3 separate regions of the Sus scrofa genome follow, and all the other regions are linked to region 1. A link is a contact called in public HiChIP or PLAC-seq data. All regions are on one chromosome and are shown on one strand. Each heading gives the region's core, a stretch centred on a gene start, on an enhancer-like site or on the middle of the called end of the contact. The rest is flanking DNA. Distances are from core to core; before and after follow the strand shown. Region 1 holds the start of CTSS (cathepsin S). Region 2 holds the start of TARS2 (threonine--tRNA ligase, mitochondrial). Region 3 holds the start of CERS2 (ceramide synthase 2).

Region 1 (4,396 bases), core at 1,342-3,841:
CTTGTCACATGAGGTATCCACAATGAGGAAGTGAACTTTCATTTCAGTTTCATTTAAAACGTAACTAGATGAGCAACCTCTGGCTCTCTCCCTACGGTTTTGGAGAAAAGTGGGTACAGTTAATCATCAAAAAGAGCCCCCAATAGAGGAGATCAATAGAAAAAAACTCAACAAAATAACATCAGTACAAGGGTACCCTTTAATCCCTCATCGTTTTGTTTATTCACTTTACCTAAAAACACCAAGTTTCAGGTAGAAAAATTTAGTTATGGAAAGGTTAGGATTAAGTTCCTGAAATCCCAGCTTCCTCTGATTTCCTAGGAAAAGTCAACCTACTCTTTTTAACAGAACTCATCCAAGACCTGCTATTGCCTAACTCTCACCCAGCTGAGAATTCCCACACATTCATGAGTCAGTATCTGAGGTCCTTCCTCTGTTCTCTTACCTATTGCCCCTTCAATTCCACACATTTTTAATGAAAATGGCTTTAAATATGCCTTGATGTCTAACAGGATAAGTCACCTCTGCCACTGCTATGTTTGTTCTTCTATTCAAAGTTGTCTCAACATTTTGTGCTGTGAACTTTTCTTTATAGGGTTTTAAATCAATTTATCGAGTTTCCTGAAAAATTCTGTCAGTTTTTATTTAAATTGATATATTTATATTGATATTGAATTACTATATATATTATAAATAAAGTTATTATATCCCCTCCCACAAAAATATACAAATTTGTGGAGAGTCTATATCATTATGATGTTTAATACTGTATTCATTTCACGTTTGCGGCCATGTCGCTTTTAAAAAAAAGACTTTTATTACGGAAAAATTTAAACATGTATAAAAATAGAGATAAAATTAAAATGAGCCCTCATGAAACCATTATCCTGCTTCAACAATTACAATATATGGTCAATCTTTTTTTGTCTTTTTAGGGCCGTACCCATGGCATATGGAGGTTCCCAGGCCAGGGGTCCAATCGGAGCTATTGCTGCTGGCCTACGCCACAGCCACAGCAACGCCAGATCCGAGCGGTGTCTGCGACCTACACCACAGCTCATGGCAATGCCAGACCCTTAACCCACTGAGCAAATCCAGGAATCAAACCTGCAACCTCATGGTTCCAAGTCAGATTAGTTTCCGCTGCTCCACGACAGGAACTCTCTGGTCAATCTTGCTTTATTTACACTCCCACTACCCAGATTATTTTGAGGTAAACACTAGACATTGGATTATTTCATATAGAGATATTCTAGTGTGTATCTCTAAGAGATAAAGACTCTGAAATAAACATAACCACAATACCATTATTACCTCTAAAATAAATTAACAATAATTGTTTAATGTCATCAAAGATGTATTTACATTTCTCTAGCCTATTCATTTTTAAAAAGCAGTTTGTTCGAATTGAGATCTAAATAAGGTCCATACATTACAAAAGCACTGAGTTATTTGCGTATCATTATGAATTCATGGATTTAAACATATTTTATGTGCTTCAATTCAATGCAGTTTTATCCTTAGTGATACTCATATTGTCCCATCTGTGGTTGGTAGAAACATTCAAATTGGCTTTTGAGTCCTGAACCCCTATGTTTGCTATGACATTAGTGCTCTTTCATAGCTTTTCTTTCTGATACCACAAGCCACTGCTGGCTTATGTTCAACAGTTCCTGCCCCAGACCTGGACTCTTGTAAAAGAGGCCCCAGAGAGCTCCCGTGGCCCTTTCATCATATGAAGACACAGCAAAAAGGCAACTAATCTATGAACCAGGAAGAGGGCCTCACCAGACACTGAATTTCCCAGAGTCTTGATCTTGGACTTCCTAGCTTTCAAAACTATGAGAAGTAAATTTCTGTTATTTAAAAGCCACCCAGTTTATGGTATTTTGTTATAGCAGTCCAAAAAAACTAAGTCAACTATCCTCACACATGAATCTTACACTCGAAGCAGCTAGTTTTCTTCATGTTTCCAGGACATTTATGCTTATTAGTCTCTGCATTTTTAACTCTATTATTATGAGTCCTAGCTAAGATTTGTAAGGTGCACCAATTACATGCTAGTGAATGTGCTATACCCTTCACATATTATTATTTAACCTTTACAACACTGTAAAGTAAATGCAATAATTATCCAACTTTTACAGAGGGGAAATTAAAGTTCTGAGAGGTTATATAACTTGTTCAAGAGGACAGAACTGGTGGCTAACCTGGGATTGAACACAGTTTTAAAGTAGTGCTTTCCCCCTAGTTTACTCTAGGGAGTGTACCTAAGCCCAGATGGACATTAATCTCTAACCCCCTATGACTCAGTTTACAGGAAGATAAGGACAAAGAAACCATGAGACTTATAGGACATTTCCACCCGTAAGACCCCTATTGGAGAAGGACTGATACAGGTCATGGGGCAAGGCCAATGGGAGAAAACACATCTTTCTGGACCCCACATTGGTACCCGCCGTCTTTAAGGGATAAAAACCCCTATAAAGCAATAGAGAGGGGCTCTTCCCCCTGCTCCCAGCTGTCCTGGGAGCTATTTGCTTTCCTGTAATAAAGACTTTGCTTGCTTGCAAAAAAAAAAAAAAAAAAAAAAAAAGGTAGTACTTACCCAGCAGAATCATTTTGCCGCCCACTGTCTTTAACTTCCTTCCCTTATCTCTGCCTCTTGAAATCTTATGCCTCCTTCATGGTCCATCTCAAAAGATACCTCTTTCAAAAAAACTTTTTTTTTTTATCCCCAACTTAATCTCTTTTCGAACCCCTGTAGTACTTGAGGCTCTTTTGTGGTGGACTCATAGATTCTGAGAACAGAAAAATCACCCTCTTATTACGTGACTTAATACTACAATTATTTATGTCTTCATCATACAAATCTACCTGTTAGCCCCTTAAGTACAGGAGTTATATTATCTCTTACTCATCTTTGTATCCTTCACACTATAGAATGCAACGATAGAGTAGACATTCAATAAATATTTACTGGCATGATTTAAATTTTTCCAACATTTTTCAATTCGGTCTGCCTTGTAATCTCACCCGGTATATCACTCCCAAATTGTTCTCTTAAAACACACTTTTATCGTGTCATTTCCTACAAATGCTTCTTATTGGCTCTTGCATTTCCCCATAATCTGGTCCATCCTAAAAAGCATTTTACTCAGTTGAGAATGGATTCTTTTTTTTAAACTGTCACCCTCTGCTGTAGTCAAGCTGGTCTCGTGGGCCCCCACACTGACCAGTCATTGTCTCCATTCTTTGGCCTCTCTACCTTGCAAGATCCACTTCAAGTACAAAAAAAGAAAAAAAAGAAAGAAAGAAGAAAGAAAAAGAAAGAAAGAAAGAGAGAAAGAAAGAAAGAAAGAAAAAAAATAATTATTGCAGCATCGTAAGTCAGCCATACTTCAATAAAACTTAAAAAACGAAAAAAAGAAAAAGCATTAGGGGAACATGCTATTACATGGTCAATCCCCATGTATACTTTTTCTCCTTTTCTTTTTTTTTGGTCTTTTTAGGAGCTCTCTCTCCTTTTTTTTTTTTTTTGTCTTTTTGCCTTTTTTGACTACCTTGTCACCTTCTATGCCTATATACTTTTAAGAAACTAATTGTACCAGCTCTGATTCCACTCCTGGCCTGGGAACCTCCATATGCTGTGGGTGTGCAAATCAGCCATTCTTCAATAAAACATATAAAAAATGGGGGGGGGGAAAGCATTAGGGGAACATGCCATTACATAGTCTATCCCCGTGTATACTTCCTTTTCTTTTTTGGTCTTTTTAGGGGCACACCCGAGGCATGAGGTTCCCAGGCTAGGAGTTGAATCGGAGCTGTAGCTACCAGCCTACACCACAGCCACAGCGACATGGAATCTGAGCTGCATCTTTGACTTACACCACAGCTCACAGAAATGCCTTATCCTTAACCTACTTAGGGAGGCCAGGGATTGAACCTGTGTCCTCATGGATGCTAGTCAGATTTGTTTCCGCTGAGTCAGGATGGGAATTCCCTTCCCGTGTATACTTAATAAAATGAAATTTTTATAAAATGAAAACCCATCCTACAACATTCTAAAGGCGTAAATTGGATTTTTGCACAGAGGTCTCCTTTGAAATGAGGCACACTTGCTGTTGCAAATTTGCTTAACTAGAGAGGTTTTTGGGGTTTTTTAAGAGGAAATCTGTAATAGTACATTACTAAAACATCTAGATTGCTGCCTATCACAGATTGGGAAACATCTCCTGAATGATGTCGAAAGGGGAAATGAAAGCAGAATAAGGAAGCCTAGTGGCCCTCCAGGTTTTAAAGTCACCATCTCCTTAGCCATATGCACCCTGAAAGTTAGCTACTTCAAGTTTCTCTGAGGAACTTTCTTGTTTTTTTTTCGTTTTTTTTTTTTTTT
Region 2 (4,396 bases), core at 1,027-3,526, 220 kb before region 1:
GGGTTAAAATTCTGAGGCTGAGACATGCTATTCACAAATCAGAAGTTGTGAAGAACCAGTGATTAATTAATGAGTTGGCCTTAGCTAGCTTGCTCTTGCCTGCTTGCTTGCTGGCTTGCTTGCCACACAGAGAGGAATGGAATAACATTCCTTCTCTCCACTGCAAAATAGGTTACATAGGTGATGATGCAGTGGTTGATTGATTGGCATCCCCTGATCACCCAGGGGATTGCACACAGTAAGCAGTCACTACATGTTTAAGGGATGAGTGCAGGGAGCTCCCATAACAGTGTAATCTACTTATTCCACCATACCTCTACTATCCTTACAAAGTAGAATGATTAAAAGCATGTATGTCAGTATATGTATCCTTTGGAGTTTCAAGTCAATACAGTGATTGGTACATTTTTAATTTAATAACTTTATTGAGCATCTACCATTTTGTTGCCTGCAGTGTAACAGCTCCCCTGTCCCTTTTGGTGCAGAGCCATGGGAAAAGTTCTGCCTGTTGTCACATTTTCTGAATGCCATTTAAAAATTCTACCTACCTTCTCCCAAACACACACACACAGGTAAACTTCCTCCTCCACACTCTTGTCTATTTCTTTTTGTATTTCAGGGTGTCTAACATGCCAGAATATGGAGCCAAGATGCAGAGTGGTGCCTGTGACTAAGATCAACAGCTGCCTCCCGCAGAACAGAACCTCTGGAAACTTAGATTAAACATCTTTCTCTGAAAGCTCTTCCTCCACAATCCTTGATTCCATCACCATTGGAAACATGAGAACCAACCATCCCCACCCCCAGGTGAGGGGACTAATGGGAATTACCAAGAACCTCACAGCTGTCCCCAAGTGCATTTCCCTCAAACTTTACTACAAATCTGGTCATTTTTCTTTTCTTTTTCTTTCTTTCTTTCCTTCTCCTTTAATTTATGGCCACATTCATGGCATATGGAAGTTCCCAGGCTAGGGATTGAATCCCAGCCACAGCTGTGACTTATGCCACGTCAGTGGCAATGGCGGATCCTTAATCCACTGCTCTGGCAGGGGATGGAACCCGAGTCTTTGCAGCCACCTGAGGTGGCTACAGTTGGATTCCTACCTCGCTGTGCCACAGCAGGAACTCCTGTGTTTCATTTTTCACTGTGTAAAACAAATCAAATATATCTAGTCTTATGTTCTAGATATAGGGAGAGGGGAGAGAAGGGATAAAGGAAGTTGAGAGCTTGGATGGGAATGAGAGGCAAAGGTCCTGTGTAGAAAGCAGAGAGCTAAGATTCTAGGGTCAGGAACTTTTTTTCTTAAGTGGTGGGGGAATTATATTGGGGATAAAATTCTTACTAGAGAGAGTCTGGTGTGGTAGAAGAATAGAAGACTTGGATTGAGAATCCAGCGTCAGTGCTTACTGTTTGATCTTAAATCACTTACCTTCTCTGATCTTAAATTCCTCATGTGTACGGTCTAAGAGGTCTCAGAGGTCCTTCTTTAAGCACCGAGTATGAAGGGACTCCAAGGAGTGCCCTCTGCTTTTGTTTTGCTCCAGCCTTAAAGTCTTTGTTTTGCTCCAGCCTCAAAGCTGTTATATGTTGTATTCATTTTTTCTCATGGATTGTTGCTATTGTTGCCGATTACTGTGGACCATGCAGTATATTAGACGATTTACATAAAATTAACCTCAACAGTTAAGGGTTTTTTGTTTGTTTGTTTTGTTTGTTTTGGCTGCACACGGAGGCATGTGGAAGTTACCAGACCAGGGATCCAACCCGGGCCACTGCCGGATCCTTAACTCGTTAAGCCACATGAGAACTACCAGAATGATATTATTATTCTCATTTTACAGATGAGAAAATTGAAGTTTAAAAGGAATTAATTTACCCCAAATTACGCAGTGATCCAGGATTTATACCAGGTCTGTCTCATTCCAGATTTATGCTCTTACCTGTTTCCTTCACTTCACATCCCGGTGAAGCCTGTGTAAAAGAAAACTTAGAGTTAAAAGGAAATAACAACCCCTTCTGGTCCGTTTTTCTCCCACTCTCTAAGTTTCCCTGCTTCTGTCCTTAAAGCCGCAGCATATCTTACTGCTACTTTGGTCTGAAACTCTGCAGGTACTGGAATTCCCTGTGTGCATCAGCTTAGGTCTTCCGGTCACCCGGAACCACCCACACCGCTGCTTGTGCTGTGTGGGGTATACCGCTTCGGAGTTCCTGGAGGTGGGGCCAGACTGGAGTGACAGCTATAACAACCAATAGGCATGGGTATTGTTGGGCCAGCAGCCAATGAAGAATCCGACAAAAGAGAAGGAGCGATCATTTATTTGAGGCTGTGTGACGGGTCTGAAGGAACATGGGGCTGTATCGGAGGTGGCGGCGACTTCGGCTCCCAGGGTTACAAGCCTGCGGGCTGCACACGGTGCGTGAGGTACCCAAAAGTTCCGAAACACATCGGACCTAGCGCAGCTGAAGCCCAAAGTATAGGCTCTCAACCCCATCTGACACCCCCTACTCCCGCCCTACGTTCGGGACCCGGCTACCGTAGCCCTTAGGTACGCCATCTTTTTCCTAGGGTAGCCGTCTGGGGAATGTAGCACTCCCAGCCTAGGGCCTTATACCTCCCATTCTTTTTTTAAAGACTGGGATTTAAGATCATGGCCACTTAAATGTTCTCACTTCCCACTACCCCCAAGCTCAATAAGGAATTTTGGGACCTGTGTTACCTCCTAACATCTTTTCCTCCAGGCAGCTGTGCCCACTCCTCCACACTGGTTGGTAGAGCGGCTTGGCTTTTTTGAGGAGCTATGGACCGCCCAGGTAAAGAAGTTAGCAAGCATGGCGCAGAAGGAACACCGGGCTATTAAGGTATCGCTTCCTGGAGGCAGGAAAGTGGATGCTGTGGCATGGAACACAACCCCTTACCAACTAGCTCAGCAGATCAGGTACCAGGCCTTCTATACCTACCGGGTAAACCTACCTCTGTACTTTGTTTACTTGAGCAGGGAAAGAACTCTGCATGTTTATTCCATCCCCATCAAGATAGCCTTTCCTGCATATTCCTTTTTATCTGCATTAGTTTTATGGTCTCTGACCTTTCTCTATTATGCATTGAGGGGAAAAAAAAAGAAAAGATTCCAGTGTTCTGGTAATACATTTCCCCTTCGCAAGTTTAGAGTTGCTAAGGATTAGTTCCTGTCTTCCTCTGTAGCTTGTAACCTTGTCTTTTTTTATCCTCACCCCCACTGTTGAAGTTCAAAACTGGCAGATACTGCAGTAGCTGCTGTAGTGAATGGAGAACCTTATGATCTGGAACGGCCCTTGGAAAAAGATTCTGACCTCAGATTTCTGACATTCGATTCTGCAGAGGGGAAAGCAGTACGTTTCTTCCTTATTGGGATATAGGGGCTGCTAAGAGATGTTTAAGTGGGAATTTCTAGCATTTTTTTTTTTTTGCCTCAGTTTCTCCATTTTCAGTTGAGAGGGAGGCCTACCATGGACTGCTTATCTTTTTTGATTTTTTTTTTTTTTTTTTTTTTTTGTCTTTTTAGGGCTGCGCTGGAGGCATATGGTGGTTCCCAGGCTAGGGGTCAAATCGGAGCTGTAGCAGCCAGCCTACGCCACAGCCACAGCAACACTGGATCTGAGCTGCACCTGCGACCTACATCACAGCTCATGGCAAACCAGATCCTTAACCCGCTGAGCAAGGCCAAGGATTGAACCCGTGTCCTCATGGATACTAGTTGGGTTTGTTAACCACTGAGCCATGACGGGAACTCCATATTGCTTGTCTTGACTCCTGGCTAAGCTGGAAACCTAGGATGAAAGTTTTTAGTTAGCCTGGGTCTGTTAAGCAGTGATTATTTGTGTTAGTGAAAGGGAGAGGTGTTATGTTGAATACAGAATGATAATATGCCAATTTAGCCCAACTCTTGAGACAAGCATTGTAAGTTGTCATCTTGTAGCATATATTGAGTTCTTTTTTAAATTTTTGTTTTATACTGGAGCAGGGTTGATTTAAAGTGTTGTGTTTCAGGTATACAGTAGAGTGATTCAGTTATGCATGTACAAATATCAATTCTTTTTCAGATTCTTTTCCCATATAGGTTATTACAGAATATTGAGTTCCCTGTGCTATACAGTAGGTCCTTGTTATGCATATATTTAGTTTTAATGTGGCTTCCACAAATGAGCACACTACCTGGCCTCCTTTCCTTGTTCATGTCAGCTTGGAGGGCATGAAGACTGACACTAGCCTCCCACTATGCTCTGGAACCAGGAAGCACCGAGGAGTGGGGCTTACTCTCTTCTGTGCACTGCTTCTTCTGGCTGCCTTCTTTTCTGGTCAGGTTGTTTGTTGTTTACTTTTTATATTTACTGGTTACCCTCAAGGTCACGTTCCCC
Region 3 (4,396 bases), core at 767-3,266, 160 kb after region 1:
AGGCCCCAGTGAAGGGAGTGGATTGTGGGGTACCAAGAAAGACAAGGAACTCTCTCTTCAGAACAGAGAGTCTGTGCAGGTCACTGTATGATTAGGGCCAGGCCCTGAGGGAGGAGGCTGCAGTCTAGTCCCATCACAAGTGCTGTCAGCTCACATTAGGCCCAGTCACCTGGACTCTGGTATGGGACACCAACCCCTCCAACACAGATTTGGAATGACTGCCTGCTGGAGGCCTTCTCTGATACAATTCTCTGGGAAAAGGAGCTCATGCCTTTCCTCAAGGATCCTCAGAACCTCCTGACTCCTGCACCTAGCAACTCAGGTGCCTGAGACCAGATTTTGCTGCTAAGAGCCCGGCTTGGGGAGAGTGAACCCCTAAATTCAGGCCAACAATTAGTACCACACACCTGCAATTAACCTACTAGCCAGTGAGCCTCCGGGCCAGTAATTAGCGAGTCGAGGCCCAGAAAACCAGTCTCTCCAGTGGCTTCCCCCTCCCCAGCCCACACGCCCCATAACGGTATAGGAGCCTTCGCCTTGGGGTGGCCGGGGCAGAAACTCAGAGCCACTCCTTCCTGTTTCACGTAAAGCACATGGACGTTCTGACCTCCCTCCCGGACTGGGCACAGTAGGCGGGTAAGAAAGAACAGCAAGACCCTCCGCCCTCCTCCCACTCTAGCCATGGGGCCGTCAGAGCCAGGCAGGGGCCACGCCGCGCGGGCCGGCTGCCAGGCAGAGGGCTCTCGCGCAAGTGATCCCCGGGCTTCTCTACTTTCCAACAAAGGGGCTCCGCCGTCCGCTAGCGGCCCCGCGGCCCCACCTCCTGTTCCATACCTGTTGCCCAGGAGGGCTCCTCCGGGCTCCGGGCGGCGCGCCCAGGCGCCCGGCCAGTCTGCCCTCGGGCGGCGCTGGGGGCCCGGCCGCTCCCGCGAGGCGCTCCGGCCCGCCCTCCCCAGGCCGGCCGCCATGAGCGCGCCGGGCAGAGGCCCCGAGCCCGCGGCGGCGCCCCGCGCCCGGCCGCCCGAGGGTGTGCCCCCGGGCCCCTCTGCCCTCCTCAGCCCGCTCCCTTCCCCACCGGGCCCAGTCCGCCGAGCCGCGTCCGCGCGGCCCCCAGTTCTCGCAACTTTTCCGGGCCTCGTCCCGCCCCACCCCTGCGCGCGGCGCCTCGGGCTCCCGGGCTGGGGTCCCGACTCACTCGGCGGCGGCGGCGGCGGCGTCGCGGAGCTGGCCCGGCCGGGAGCCGCTGCTCCGTCTCTCTTCTCGTCCGAGCTCCGGGCCCCCTCCGAACTGGCTCCGCTCGCTCCTCTCCTCCCCCTTCCGCCCGCCCGCCTGCCCGCTCGCTCCCTCCCTCCTTCCTCCTCCGCCCGCCGCCCGCCGAGCCCAGCCGAGCTGAGTGCGAGCCCAGCCAGCCAGCCCGGGAAAGAAAGGCCGCGAGCAACACAGGAGCCGGGAGACTGGGCGTGGGCCTGCGGCCCGGCGACGGAAAGGGAGAGAAGGGCGGGCGGAGGGGCCCGGGCCTCCGCGCGGGGCAGCCGCGCCCAGCCCCCGCCGCCTGCCGCCGCCCCCTTCCCGGCCCGGGGACCCGAGCCCTTGCGGCGCGGGTTCTGCAGCCGCGCCCACTGGCATCCTGGCATCGAGGGAGAAGCCCCCCGATGAGGGCAGGCAGTGTGGGTTCTCTCCCAGCCCCTTGTCTCTCCGTTAAAGGTTAGATGTAGCCCTGGGGAACCGCGGGACAGACCGGGGACCGCAGAGCGGTATTGCCCCTGCCCCACCCCACCCCGGCCACCCCCAACTGCGGTCCCCGACCTGCACCCGGCTGCAGCCCCCGGTTCCCTCTGCGCGACCGACTGCCACACTTCTCACCTCCAGCCCTACTGGGAGGCAGGAGGGGGCGCAGCCCCTGAGAGTCCTTTCCAAGTGCCGCGCGCCGAGGCCGAGCGCCTCGCCAAGGCCGACCCAGGCAGCGGGCCCTCGAGATTCCGCTGTCCTTCCAGCGCGGAGCCCGCTACCCCTAGGGCGTCCCCCGCCCCAGCCCGCCGTAAAACCCACAGCGTTTCCACCCAGTGCTGTTTAAAACCTACCCGCAGTGGTACACATACCCTCCTGTAGTAGACTCTGAAGGAGCCAACCTCCAACTTTTTAATGTAAAATGCGTTCGAGTTTGCCATCTAGACCACGTTTATCCGTATTTAAATTCATATTGTAAAATGTTTTTCCCTTAGTCTGGTAAAAGCAATGTTTCAGGAAGATGCAAAATGTTTATCCTACAAAATTGGCCTTGATTCGTACAGAGGACAGAGTGTGACCAAAATGTGTCTAAGGGTTTGTTTAGAGAGGGCCCCCTAAGTAGAGGTAATTGAATTCTTTACGGTAATGAAATGGTGCTTTTTATACTGTCACAATTAGAACCTCTGACAGTGGCTGGTTTCAAAGTTTATCTAGTCAAGTTCAGGGGCTTTGACAGTTCTGTTAAGAAAGAATGTATGACCTCACTAATCCAGTTTGAGACCCTTGCTTAAGGCTCTTTCTGGAGAAGGAGGCAGAAGCTGACCTCCAAACATTTCCTTTGCTCTTTGCGGTGAGAGGCCCCAGCCCATGCCAACCTACCACTAGGGAATTCAGACCTGTTGGTCCATTCCCTGGACTCTTCAGCCTTCTTTAGCCCGGTTTTCCAGTTCCCAACAACCACTCTAGCCCTTTATTCCTTTGCCCCAGGCTAAACTCCTTTAATAGCATATCATATTAGCATACCATATCCGGCTACCCCTTCCCTACTGTTACTGCCCCTCCCTCAATCTCCCAATTCCACGGTTCCCTCTACCTTTTCTCCCCCCTTTTTTGGCCGCCCTGTGGCATATCCAACATATCCAGAGGTCACATCCAACCTGCAGTTGTAGCTGTCACAACACTGGATCCTTAGCCCACTGTGCTTGCGTGCCAGTGCTCCCAAAATGCCACTGATCCCACTGAGCCCCAGGAGGACCTCCTCCCTCTACCTTTTTTTTTTTTTTTTTTTTTTTTTTTTTTTTGCCTTTTCTAGGGCCACTCCCATGGCATATGGAGGTTCCCAGGCTAGGGGTCTAATCGGAGCTGTAGCCACCGGCCTACACCACAGCCACACAGGATCCGAGCTGAGTCTGCAACCTACATCACAGCTCACGGCAACGCCGGATCCTTAACCCACTGAGCAAGGGCAGGGATCGAACCCGCAACCTCATGATTCCTAGTTGATTCGTTAACCACTGTGCCACAATGGAAACTCCTCTCTCTACCTTTCTTACGTGCCTTCCCCAGATTCCCTTTTCCAGCAGGGTTCCAGTGTCTCCTCTTTGGGCCCTGGCTAAACTTTGAGTAAGCTCTCTACTCCCGCCCCATGTCTGTCCTACTTGGTTCAAACCTTTTACTTTCTAAACCCTTTTTCTCAGGCAGTTTTCCTAGATGCCAGGCTTTCCCAAAGTCCCACCAGTCTTTTAAAATGATTCCTCAGAGGACTGAAGACCAGTTAACTTTCTTTTAAGATAGCAGGGGGAGCAGAAGTTTGGGGCAGAAGCTGAATAGTCATGGCCTGAAAAATAAAGATAACAGGGTGTCCCCTCCCCCAGAGACAAAGGAGGAGGCAAAACTGGGCCTCAGGCAGCAGTAGAATGATGGTACCAGTTTCCAAACACAAACACACTCACACTCACTCACACTCTTTCACTCTGCCTCACTTGCACCAGGAGATTTTGATCATTGCTCTTCTGACCCATCCTCCACCCACCGCCCTGGGGTGGCATGGCCACACCCATGCCCACAAGTGCCCTAAGCTGCCTGCCTGACTCACTTCCTCTGTAAGGGCTGCTGAGGTGTCCTGAGGCAGAGGACACCATCAGGTCTTCAGCCTGGGAATTAGGTATCTGAGCAGGCTTCTGGGACAAGCAAAGACGTGGATCCTCCATTGTGGAAAATAGGTCTTAGTCTTCCCAGGTGGGGCTGGCTTCCACAACACAGAAGCCACTTTGGGTAAAAGAGTAGAGCTTGGCTAGTACAGGAGCAGAGAGATTGAGTTACCAGGAATTCTGGGGAGAAAAAGTTTCATAACAAAAGGAAAAATAGAAGTTTCTACTCTGGCACAGTGGATTAAGAATCCGATTGCAGGAGTTCCCATTGTGGCTCAGCAGAAACAAATCTGACTAGCATCCATAAGGATTCAGGTACTATCCCTGGCCTTGCTCAATGGGTTAAGGATCTTGTTGCTACGGTGTAGGCTGGCAGCTGTAGCTCCAATTCAACCCCTGGCCTGGGAACCTCCATATGCCTCAGGTGTGGCCCTAAAAAGCAAAAAAAAAAGATTCCGGCTTTGCCATGTGAGTTGTGGTGTAGGTTGCAGTCGAGACTTGGCTCTGGTGTTGCTGTG

Evidence for each region. HiChIP or PLAC-seq counts read pairs in DNA pulled down with a chosen protein or histone mark.
Region 2: a contact with region 1 is called in an H3K27ac HiChIP or PLAC-seq map of alveolar macrophages. The contact joins the promoter of TARS2 here to the promoter of CTSS in region 1. A contact is called at or near these places in 1 of 47 Hi-C or Micro-C datasets (embryonic fibroblasts) and 1 of 2 datasets of contacts at active chromatin or transcription factors (alveolar macrophages).
Region 3: a contact with region 1 is called in an H3K27ac HiChIP or PLAC-seq map of alveolar macrophages. The contact joins the promoter of CERS2 here to the promoter of CTSS in region 1. A contact is called at or near these places in 1 of 5 promoter capture datasets (fetal skeletal muscle) and 1 of 2 datasets of contacts at active chromatin or transcription factors (alveolar macrophages).

Annotation. Positions count from the first base shown.
Region 1 is chr4:98,413,468-98,417,863 of Sscrofa11.1, reverse strand. It overlaps CTSS (cathepsin S), which reads right to left and starts at 2,591. Exons shown (of 8, transcript XM_021089893.1): 1 at 1-2,591.
Region 2 is chr4:98,633,198-98,637,593 of Sscrofa11.1, reverse strand. It overlaps TARS2 (threonine--tRNA ligase, mitochondrial), which reads left to right and starts at 2,276. Exons shown (of 18, transcript XM_003355197.4): 1 at 2,276-2,414; 2 at 2,741-2,937; 3 at 3,247-3,370. The coding sequence starts at 2,349.
Region 3 is chr4:98,248,393-98,252,788 of Sscrofa11.1, reverse strand. CERS2 (ceramide synthase 2) reads right to left here and starts at 2,016. Exons shown (of 11, transcript XM_005663490.3): 1 at 1,864-2,016.